Regions from separate parts of the Sus scrofa genome. Here regions 1 and 2 are each linked to region 3. A link is a contact called in public Hi-C data. All regions are on one chromosome and are shown on one strand. The core of a region is the stretch at or near the end of the contact, and the rest is flanking DNA. Distances in the headings are between cores, read along the strand shown. Region 1 holds the start of LOC100738003 (25-hydroxycholesterol 7-alpha-hydroxylase-like). Region 2 overlaps LOC110260285 (a long non-coding RNA gene). Region 3 overlaps LOC110260285 (a long non-coding RNA gene).

Region 1 (3,010 bases), core at 135-2,634, 110 kb before region 3:
CCTGGACCTCGCCACTGAGCACCAGAAACACAGCCTTCACTATCTAACGGCCCCAAACAAAATTGCTGGTCCCCTCCATTCCGCTAAACCTGCCCTACCTCAGGAAATGACACCAGCCTCCACCTAGATGATCAGACAAAAATAAAAAACAAGGGGGTTAACATGCTATGAGAAACCTGGTAGTATGAAAAAGGCACCAGGTAAGAAAAGAAACAGAGTGATTTCAAAATGAGTGCTTTTAGGTTGAACTTGTCTTGTTTCTTCTACTTCCACATTTCCTTTTTTTTTTTTTTTAACCTTTTTTGGAGAGAGATTTATTGAGAGAGATAAACAGAGTGGGCCATCTCAGAAGGCAAGGGAGTGGCCTCTACTTCCATACTCTCAATGAGACCATCAAGTGTGACACACCTAGTAGTTCTGTTACTGTTTTCTTTTGTTCTAAGAAAAATAAATGTATCAAACACATACTCTAAGCTCGTTCAGTACTCACAAAAATCCCATGAGATACTATTATTTTATCTGCCAAACGTGGGCCAGGGGTAAACTGAGGCACAGAGAGAGGCACCCAGCGGTATCATTCAGACCATACATCGGCATTTTCCTAAAACACTTCACTTATAACGGAATGTAATGGAAGAAAACCCCCCTCTATGAATGCAAGGCCATTAAGCATCAAGTCACTGTAACTAGGCACCAAAATGTGTCTGGAAGCCAAGCCTGATGCACATTGTAAAATGCAAACCTGGGGCTGCCTACAACCTACACTGGAGCGGCACATCGTTTGCACACGAACTCCGACGCCCGGGCAAAAGGCCCAGGAAGCCTTTGTCTTTGCACACGACCCCCAAAGATGTAGGCACCCCCTGCAAGTTGTGCCTCGCCGCGCCGGGAGGCCTGGAGGGGACCGGCGGGACCATCTCGGTCGCGCGCGGTGGCGAGGCCCACGACGCATGCGTGGCCCGGGCGCTTACCTGGTGCGCCGGGTGCGCAGGAATAAGACCAGCAGCAACAGGGCCGCGGCGAGAGCCAGGCCCCGGGGGCTGAGTAGCTGCGGCAGCCACGGCTCCGGCGAGAAGCGGCCCATGCCCGCCGACGCGTCTTCCGCCGTCTGGATGGCGCGCGGCTGCGGGGACAGCGGGGGTCTCTCTCTCTCTCTCTCTCTCCCTCCCGGGGCGGCGTGGCCGGAGACTCTGCAGCCGGCGGAAGGTCAGGGTCCGAGCCCGGGAGGCTGGCCTGGCCGCGGCTTCGCCTGGAATGTCACCGAGGGCCCCCGGGCCGAGTCTCAAAGTTCCCGGACTCCCCTCCCCCTGCACACCCCCCTCCCACACGCACCGCCCCGCTCGACTGCCGCCTCCCGCCAGCAGCTTCTGGAAAACGGCGCGCCGGCCCCCCGGGGCAGGAAGAAGGGCCAAAGAAGAGGGGGAAGGGGCTAGGACTTCCTGAGCACCAGCCTCCGAAGGCCTGAGGGAAGGGGATTTCAGTTCTGAGTCGAAAGTGAGTCGCTCGGGTTCGTCATCTCTTTAGCCCGCGCGCCTCGGGAGGCTAAGGAACCGGGAGCGGGGTGGGATGGGATCCGGCCCCAGGGATCCCGTAGGCACCCTCTGACCCCGGGGCTTCGCTGCCCTCCACTCGCCGCGCGGCTCCCGCGCCTCGTGTGCGCCCAGAACTGTCTTTGAGGCCCGGAGTACGTGGCCCAGGGTCGGGCTCCAGCCCCGGTCCTGATGGGGCGCACCGTCCAGGAGGACAAAGAGGAAAGGAGCTATACCGAAACAGACGCTAAGGTACTAAACACAAGTCGTCCAAGGCCCGCAGGTGGACTTTTGAAAGCATAAGGGAGAAACTTTGAGAATTTCTTTTCCTGAGTCACGGTCATTCACCACCAGGGACTTCACACGTGTGTCGTTTATGCTCCCCACCAAACTTGGAATGGAATTTTTAGCCACGTTTTAGAGAACAGATAATGAAGCGCTGGTTAACAACTTACGCTAGTCACTCAATTGATAAGTAACAACCGTTCTAATCAGGGCTGTTCCAGTACCACTGAGTTCTTTCCTCTCTGTTAAGATTTTATTTGAGCAGGTCTCTGGACTTTTAGAGCAGCTTCAGAAGCTCCGTTCCCCTGACCTTTGAGTTTTCCAGCCCAGCCTCCCCATTGCCATTCCCTACAACACTGACCTGTCCAGCTTTGACCCTGTTCAGAACTCTTGATGGTTGCCTTTTTGATAAAGTCATAAATCTTCGACCTGCAGTGAGAAGCCCTCCACAGTTTGTCTCGTGCGTGCCTAGTACAGTTGCATGTTCATGGAAGTCTGAGTCGCTGGTGCCTTGCCATCAGCCCTTTTACACCTTTGCTTTTGATATTCCCTCTGAAAAATATTTCCTCTCTCCTCTAAATACAAAAATTCTACGTACCTCTCAAGGCCCAGCTCAAATCCCACTTCCTTCTAGAAATTATTCCTAACTCATTTTTTAATGAATCTCTCCCATCTCCATACTTTTATACTGTCTCTATTTATCATTCCATTCTTTGTCCCTCTATATCTGAGTTATTTCTGTCTATGTCTGTCTTGCCTGCTTTAGGTAAGAACCATCTCTTAGACGACCTTGTCTGCACCTACTTTGCCGTCTGTGATCTGGTCCACCACCCTGGACTTGAGATAATGTAGTTGGAAGTGCTTCACCTGTGCCTGGCTCTTAGTTGGTGCTCCAACACTGGATTACTGCTGTGTTGATTTCCTAAGCCTTAAAGCTGGGAATGATTGGGTGAGCATGAGAATGTTAATCTTTGTGAGTTTCTTCATCTTTGACTTTTATGCCAGGGTTTTTCTACTGCCTCTCCTGTCTCCTGTCATAGACTCAATGTTCCAGGAGATCCAACTGCAACAGGATCCAGGTGCTATTAGATCCAATGACTATTCTGTCTCCTCCAAGAAAAAGCAAATTTGTTTCCATTACTGCCTGGCCAGCAGAGCCAGTTTACAGAGTGGTACCCATGCCGAGCATTTCTGCA
Region 2 (3,343 bases), core at 714-3,213, 120 kb after region 3:
TACACCCAAGTCTCCTCTCTCCCTGCCCCCTGCCTCTCTCTCTTACACACACACACACACACACACACACACACACACACACAGGAAGTGAGCAGAACAGTGCTTGGACTTTGCCACCAAGAGACCCCCGGCGACGAGGAAAGCCCTCGCTAGTGAGCAGCTGCATGCAGAAACCAAGGGAAGGTTTCCAGTGACCCATAACCTTGAAATCTTATAAGGGTCATCCATCTAGAATAACTACCATGTTAGCTGACAGAGAGGAAGAAATTTTCTTCTACCCTTCTAGGTTCTTCTGGCTGGTCTAGGAATTAGATTGACAAGAGACAGATGAACAAGAGAAAATTGAATGAGAGAAAATCGAACGAAAGTTTAATAGCGTGTATGTATGGAAGAGGCCCAGGGATACTGAGTAACTCCCCCAATGGCTGAAAAATTCACCTTAAATACCATCTTAAGCTAAAGACAAAAGAGGTGGTTGCGGGTAGTGGTTTGGGATTTCCAAGGGGAGGACGGCGGCTGCCATGGAAAAGCAAACAAAAGTTTGGCAAACAAATATTTGTTGGGCCATGAAGGGAGAATGAGATCCAGAGTGGACTCTCATCCTTAGGCTCTTTCCTCCCACCCCACTCAGCTCATATTCTTTTGCTCTTATCTCTGGTGCTAGCTTTATTCTGGGAACAGGCTCTCTGTTTATAAACATGGGGATATGTAGGGGCCAAATTGTGTTCCCTTGCATAACCCAATGGTGGTTGTTACCAAAATCCAGTATCTTTGCTCAGATATGAAAGCCAAGTGACCCGGTGCCTGCCAACATGGTCACACAGTCCCTTATGGTTTAGGTGCAGAAGTCATGGGATTTCTCTTTCCACGAAATGCTAAGTCCAAAGTCTCTTACACACCATTTCTCAGGGGTCTGATGCTTCCAGAAGTATCAGCCTCTGTTGGGGGTGCAGGATAAGCTACCACAGAATAGCTGTGAAGAAAATGACTGTGCGGCATCCCACTGGGAAGGCATACACACTAACGAGCTGCTTACACATCCATGCTCTTCAAAGAGTAACAGAGTCCATGTCTCTTCCCAAACACAAGTCCAAAATTATGCCACATGTTGGCTGACCCATTAAGGACCTTCCCAGTGGATATTTGAATAGAAGACAACAATGTTTAAACAGACCAACTTCATTGTTTTTGTTTTTTGTTTTTAACCTCATTTAACCCATTACCTTCCATCATGGTGCTGCTTTGTTTACATTTTCTACAACTGAAAAACAACTATTATATTAGCATATAGTCACTACCAAGTATTTTTAAGAGGAAGAAATTTAGGGTGTAATCCAACACAAATGTGTTTTCAGAGGAGAGGTAACTTTTTTTTTTTTTTACTTTGGGGCATCAGGAAATGTGTGCCCATAATACTATGAAGGTTTGCGTATGTGCAGGAAATGTATATATTTGATATGCTCACTGCACTTGAGATATTTTGCAAATGATCTTTAAAGACACAAACAAGAAAAAGCAGTCATGCCTATCAAAAATAATTCCTGGTCCCTGAACATCAGCCTCAGATAGATGGTTACCCAATCACGCAGATTTTTAAAATATCAGCATTCTCCCCAAAGAATATTATTTTTCTACCCAGCACAGAGAGGAATAATTTTGGGATTTGCCCTTCCTAGGTAAACAGATGATCCTGACCTTTGTAACATCATACTGCTCTGTGGTTTTGGAGCAAAAACCATGTATAGAGAGGCACAGAAAACCGAGGCACCAAATACTGCTTACATTCCCCCCAAAGAAAGAAGATCATCAGAAATAATGTGGTGCACTTGATTAAGAATGAAAACGTGGTCTCATAACGTAAAAAGTACTGCTAAGGCCCAGGAGAAGGAAGGGGGAACTGGGTTTGATGACTTAGTGCTGATGGCGTGAACTCAGATAAAGGAAGCCTGCTCCGCCCCCACGTGGGAGGAAGATAACGCTGTGTGTCTGAAGCACTGAGGGTTCTCATTTCCAGTTCTGATTATGGCACTTCTAGTGAGGGGAGGGTCAGAAGCTCCACGCCGTGCCCCCAGCCATGGCCTCTCGTTCAGGTTCGAGGAGAGGCTGTTCTGGCATGGAATCAGGCTGGGATTGGACTGCAGCCTCTCTACTTGGCCTTGGCCTTGGACAGCTTGCTTACTTTCTCCCAGCCTCATATTCTCTCTCGGCTCATGAGCAAGACAATTCCAGTCTCCCAAGTGAGGATTAACTGCCATGAAGGGGAAAACAGCTCACATATACCTGGCAAGTCCTAAGCCCCAAAAGCATGCTATGACTGACATGCAGCCGCAACAAACGTGGCCGTTTCTGTCAAAAAATAGTGCTGCAAATGCATATCCAATGCAAAAATTAAGATGACTAGGTGGCAATGCAGAAATCATATTTTGTAAAGCAGCCAGACTTGTTAATGCATATTTGATGGGGGGAGAGGGCAGGATGACAAAGAACAGAGCGCCCCCTTCACCTGCCACTCAGGAACTGGTGTGACCTCATGCGTGTTACCTAAATTCCCTGCGTTTCAGTGTCTCCACCTGAAAAGGGGGTAATAATAAGAAACCCACCTCAGGATTAGATGAGATGATATAGGAACCATTCCTGGCAAATATAAGCACTATAAAACTTCGCCAGCATTCCTAGTGCTCTGATGGCTCTGAAATAGAGGCTCGTGATTTCATCCTTTACTAACTTTTGGCTGTGGTGTGGCAATAAAATCTTATTGCTGCTCAAAAGCCCAGGAAACTGACCAAAATCCATTGTTCACTTTTATTTGATTTTTTTTTTTTGTTTTCAGTGTTTGCTAAGTTGGAACTATTGTTTATTTTATTTCATTGCTGCAAGCCATATCATAAACTTGCTGTGTCACCTCTCTCTCCTTTTCTCTCTCTCTGCTTCTCTTCCTCTCTCTCTCAGACACACACACACACACACACACACACACTCGTGCAGGGTGCGTGTAACTGGAGCCATCCAAACCCCAAGCTGTTAGGAAAATGCTTCAACGTACAACAGGAAAAGGAGTGGCCTTATTTTGGCCTCAAAATGAAAAGACTTGGATATTGGTCCTAATTCTATCACTTAACCTTGGGTAAAGCACTTACTTTCTGTATGTGTAAAATAGGTAATGGCATGTGTTTTCATTTCATGGGCTCCCTGTGAGGACCAAATCTGTGAAAGGACTTTGAAAAGTATGAATCCCTCTATAGGCTTAAATATCAGGTACTGGAATTAATACATTAAAGACAGCTTCACCACCAAACATTCATGAGTGTGATAAACAGATTAATGAAGACTTTATAATAAATAT
Region 3 (3,424 bases), core at 253-2,752:
TTCATTTATTAGTTCCATTAGTTTTATGGATGGAATCTTGAGGATTTTATATGTATAAATTTATGTCATCAGCACACAGGTAATTTTACTTCTTTCTTTCCAGTTTGAATGCCTTTTACTTACGTTTCTTTACTAATAACTCTGGCTAAAACTTCCAGTGCTGAGGTGAATATAAGTGGCAAGAGTGAGCATCCTTGCTTTGTTTCTGATTTTGGAGGAAAAGCTTTCAGTTTTTCACCACTGAGTATGATGTTACCAATGGGAAATTTTTACAGTTACATAATGGGATATCTTGAACTTTAACTTAGAATAATCTACCTGGCAAAGTTATCAATCAGAATTGAAGGAGAAACAAAGAGTTTTCCAGACAGGCAAAAGCTAAAGGAGTTTATCACCACTAAAACAGCCTTACAAAAATGTTAAAGGTAGTTAACATAATAAAGTCCCTAAGCTGAAAATAAAGGCCACTAATTGATAACAAGAAAACATGTAAAAGATTAAATATTACTGGAAAAGCTTCAACAAAAAGATGACAGTTGAACCGGAATATGCATGAAAAAAAAAAAAAGGTTCTAAACTTCTTTTTAAACTTTCTCTTTCAGACAGGTAATATTGATTCATTGTATTCTATCCAATAAATTGAGCATTTGTTTTCATTTGAAGTGTAGGAGCTGTGGTAACAAATTATAAAGCATTTGGTGGTCACGATCAAGTTAACACAGCTGACTCAAGTAGCCCAATTAAGCATATTCCCGGCAAGGTATTGGTTTCTAGCTTTTCTTATTTATAGGAAACCAAGAGTGTGTGTACTGATTATTTAGTTTTTCTAGCCATTCAGATATGACAGTGTCTTCACAGAGATAGGATGTGGGAGATTATTTCACAATGACTGAGGATTTAATAATTTATAAATGAACTAAGATAGCATCACTTCTAGATTACCCCCCCTGCTTAATCTGAACTTGATGTTGGACTAACTAAATTGTTGGGAGATCAGTGGAGATAGTATCCATTTTCCTCATGGCTCTTTTTGGTGCCTGGATCAGACTTTCTCTTGGACCAACAGACTCTTAACACCTCTTCTGGAATTGATTCCAACCGATGATGAGCTACATCTGGCCTGTGAAATGAAAATAGCAAAACCTTTGATTGAGTCCAAGTTAAGTGGATCTACATCATCTGCTCAGTCAGCTTTTGCCAAGATGAATGATGCTGTGTCAGTGTTCCATAATTTCAGAGGTGGATTTCCCCTTTTTGAAAACACAGTGTTTTCCTTTGTATAGGCAATGAAAGGAAAAAAAAAAACTGAAAAAACTGCCGTGTGTGAAAATGCATTTTGGCTCCTCGATATATTTGGAAATGAAACCCTAAAATAATCCTATTTTAGCCTTTTTTTCTTTCTCTTGGATCTCCGCCAGCCTGGCCCTTATCAGGTTGCACAAGGGGGCACTGTAGCTGTGAAGGTTCTGGGGAAGTGATTCATTTCCTTGCTTCCTAGTATCAGAAGAGTCTAAATAGGAGAAGAATGTGATGGAAAAGGAGAGAGCCGATACCTTTCAAAGGCTGTGAGTGTTTCCCAGTTGTTAACTCCCAGCTCAGATTCAAAAGTATTTACTCCAAGAAGAACACAAATGGTGGCAATGAGCAAAGGGAGAAGGGCAAGAAACTTGTAGTTTATTTTACAGGTTTGTCCAGTTTCCCCCATAGAAGAGCAACAAGCACAGAAAGGGCAATGAACTGAAAATGGATATTTTTGAAACTTGGGAAACCACCCAGCTTTGGGACTAGTGGCCATGTAGGAGACTACAGTTCAAATCACAGTGACTAAAGGCCATTCTGAGCCCAGCAGATCTCCATGGGGAGAGAGGGAGGCTGGGAATTTTGGTGTTATGATTGCTGAAGCATCGCAGTAAGATCGTTTCAGATAATTTAATAATAGCATGTGTTGTAATGTTGTAATTAGTGGTATAACCCCTCTCCCACAGGTCCTGCCAATCTATGACACAAATGATGTTATATTTACATTACTTTCCAAGTTCTATCTGCATGTTGATCCCATCAGACTAACTTTAGGTGTCCATCTCTGTAGAGATTTTCTAAGTTACTTAGGAGATATCGGGGTTCCACATTAATTTCCATCGCCAAAGCATGATCTAGGTTTTTACTTCCTGGTTCTGTGTCCTTGTATAGTTCTTTAAGAGCCTCTAATGACATTTTTCTCTTCTTTCTTCTTCAATTAACTTTATCCTTAACCAGACAGAATACAAGAGATTCTTCAGTTGTCTTGTAAAGACTGAACTGTCACAGTAACATTTAACTCTAAATAGCTCCTTCTGTCACTCGCATTAATTTAGCTGTGTTCACTGTATCCATTTTCTTAACCCCTCTCTGTACTGCAATAAATTATCTAACAACAAATAAATAAAAATAGACCTGAGAAGTCTAATGAGTTTGAAAGGAAACCAGTTAATGAGCTGCAGGCTGAGGTTAATCAGAGCTTGGAAAATTAAAAAATTACTTTAAAATATATACATATAATGTATATAAACTATATGTATATATTATAACATATACATTATATGTATATAAACTATAACATACTCCTAAATTTACATAGGTTAATCAGAGCTTGGAAAATTAAAAAATTACTTTAAAATATATACATATAATGCATATAAACTATATGTATATATTATAATATATACATTATATGTATATAAACTATAACATACTCCTAAATTTACATACACATTGTAAAAATTACTTTTTAAAGTAATGATTAAGTTGAAGAAATGCAGAATCATCACTGGGATCAATAAAAAGCAGAATTGCCAATGTAGATAATAGAGCAGGGGAATCTGGAGGATAAACTTGAAATGCTTTCTCAGAACTCAGAGAAAAAGTCCCTCCCCCCCAAAAAAATAATGGGACAGTTTTTAAAGATATAGCCTGGAGATTCAATACACAAACAAGGTTTCTAAAGAAAAATTATGAACTAAATCTCAGTAATTATGGCGTAATACCGAGAGTTTCCTGAACTAAAGGAAGACAAGAATGTGCACATTGAAAATCCCCATCATGAAACAGGTAAATTTGTTTTTGTTTTTGTTTTTGTTTTTTTAGGGCCACACCCGCAGCATATGGAGGTTCCCAGGCTAGGCATTGAATCGGAGCTACAGCTGCCGGCCTACACCACAGCCACAGCAACACAGGATCTAAGCCGTGTCTGCGACCTACACCACAGCTCACAGCAATGCCAGATCCTTAACCCCCTGAGCAAGCCCAGGGAAACCCTCAACCTCATGGTTCCTAGTCAGATTCTTTTCTGCTGCACCATGACAGGAACTCCTAAACAGATAAATTTAATGAGAAGTGGTATGTACCAAAATGTTTCCTACTGAAATTTTTGGACTGCAGAGAAAGT

What was found. Hi-C and Micro-C count contacts between places; a contact is called where the count stands out from the background.
Region 1: a contact with region 3 is called in a Hi-C map of liver, with 3 times the contacts expected there. A contact is called at or near these places in 1 of 5 promoter capture datasets (liver), 2 of 47 Hi-C or Micro-C datasets (fetal skeletal muscle and liver) and 1 of 2 datasets of targeted methods (skeletal muscle).
Region 2: a Hi-C map of liver shows a contact between it and region 3, with 7 times the contacts expected there. A contact is called at or near these places in 3 of 47 Hi-C or Micro-C datasets (heart right ventricle and liver).

Annotation. Positions count from the first base shown.
Region 1 is chr4:69,614,327-69,617,336 of Sscrofa11.1, reverse strand. LOC100738003 (25-hydroxycholesterol 7-alpha-hydroxylase-like) reads right to left here and starts at 1,384. Exons shown (of 6, transcript XM_021089296.1): 1 at 972-1,384. The coding sequence starts at 1,084. It overlaps LOC102167557 (a long non-coding RNA gene), which reads left to right and starts at 1,361. Exons shown (of 7, transcript XR_002343278.1): 1 at 1,361-1,494.
Region 2 is chr4:69,384,076-69,387,418 of Sscrofa11.1, reverse strand. All of the region lies in intron 3 of LOC110260285 (a long non-coding RNA gene), which reads right to left. All of the region lies in intron 4 of LOC102167557 (a long non-coding RNA gene), which reads left to right. Among named protein-coding and RNA genes, the nearest start is that of ARMC1, 400 kb to the right of the region's middle.
Region 3 is chr4:69,499,504-69,502,927 of Sscrofa11.1, reverse strand. All of the region lies in intron 4 of LOC110260285 (a long non-coding RNA gene), which reads right to left. The region is part of intron 3 of LOC102167557 (a long non-coding RNA gene); the gene reads left to right. Among named protein-coding and RNA genes, the nearest start is that of BHLHE22, 300 kb to the left of the region's middle.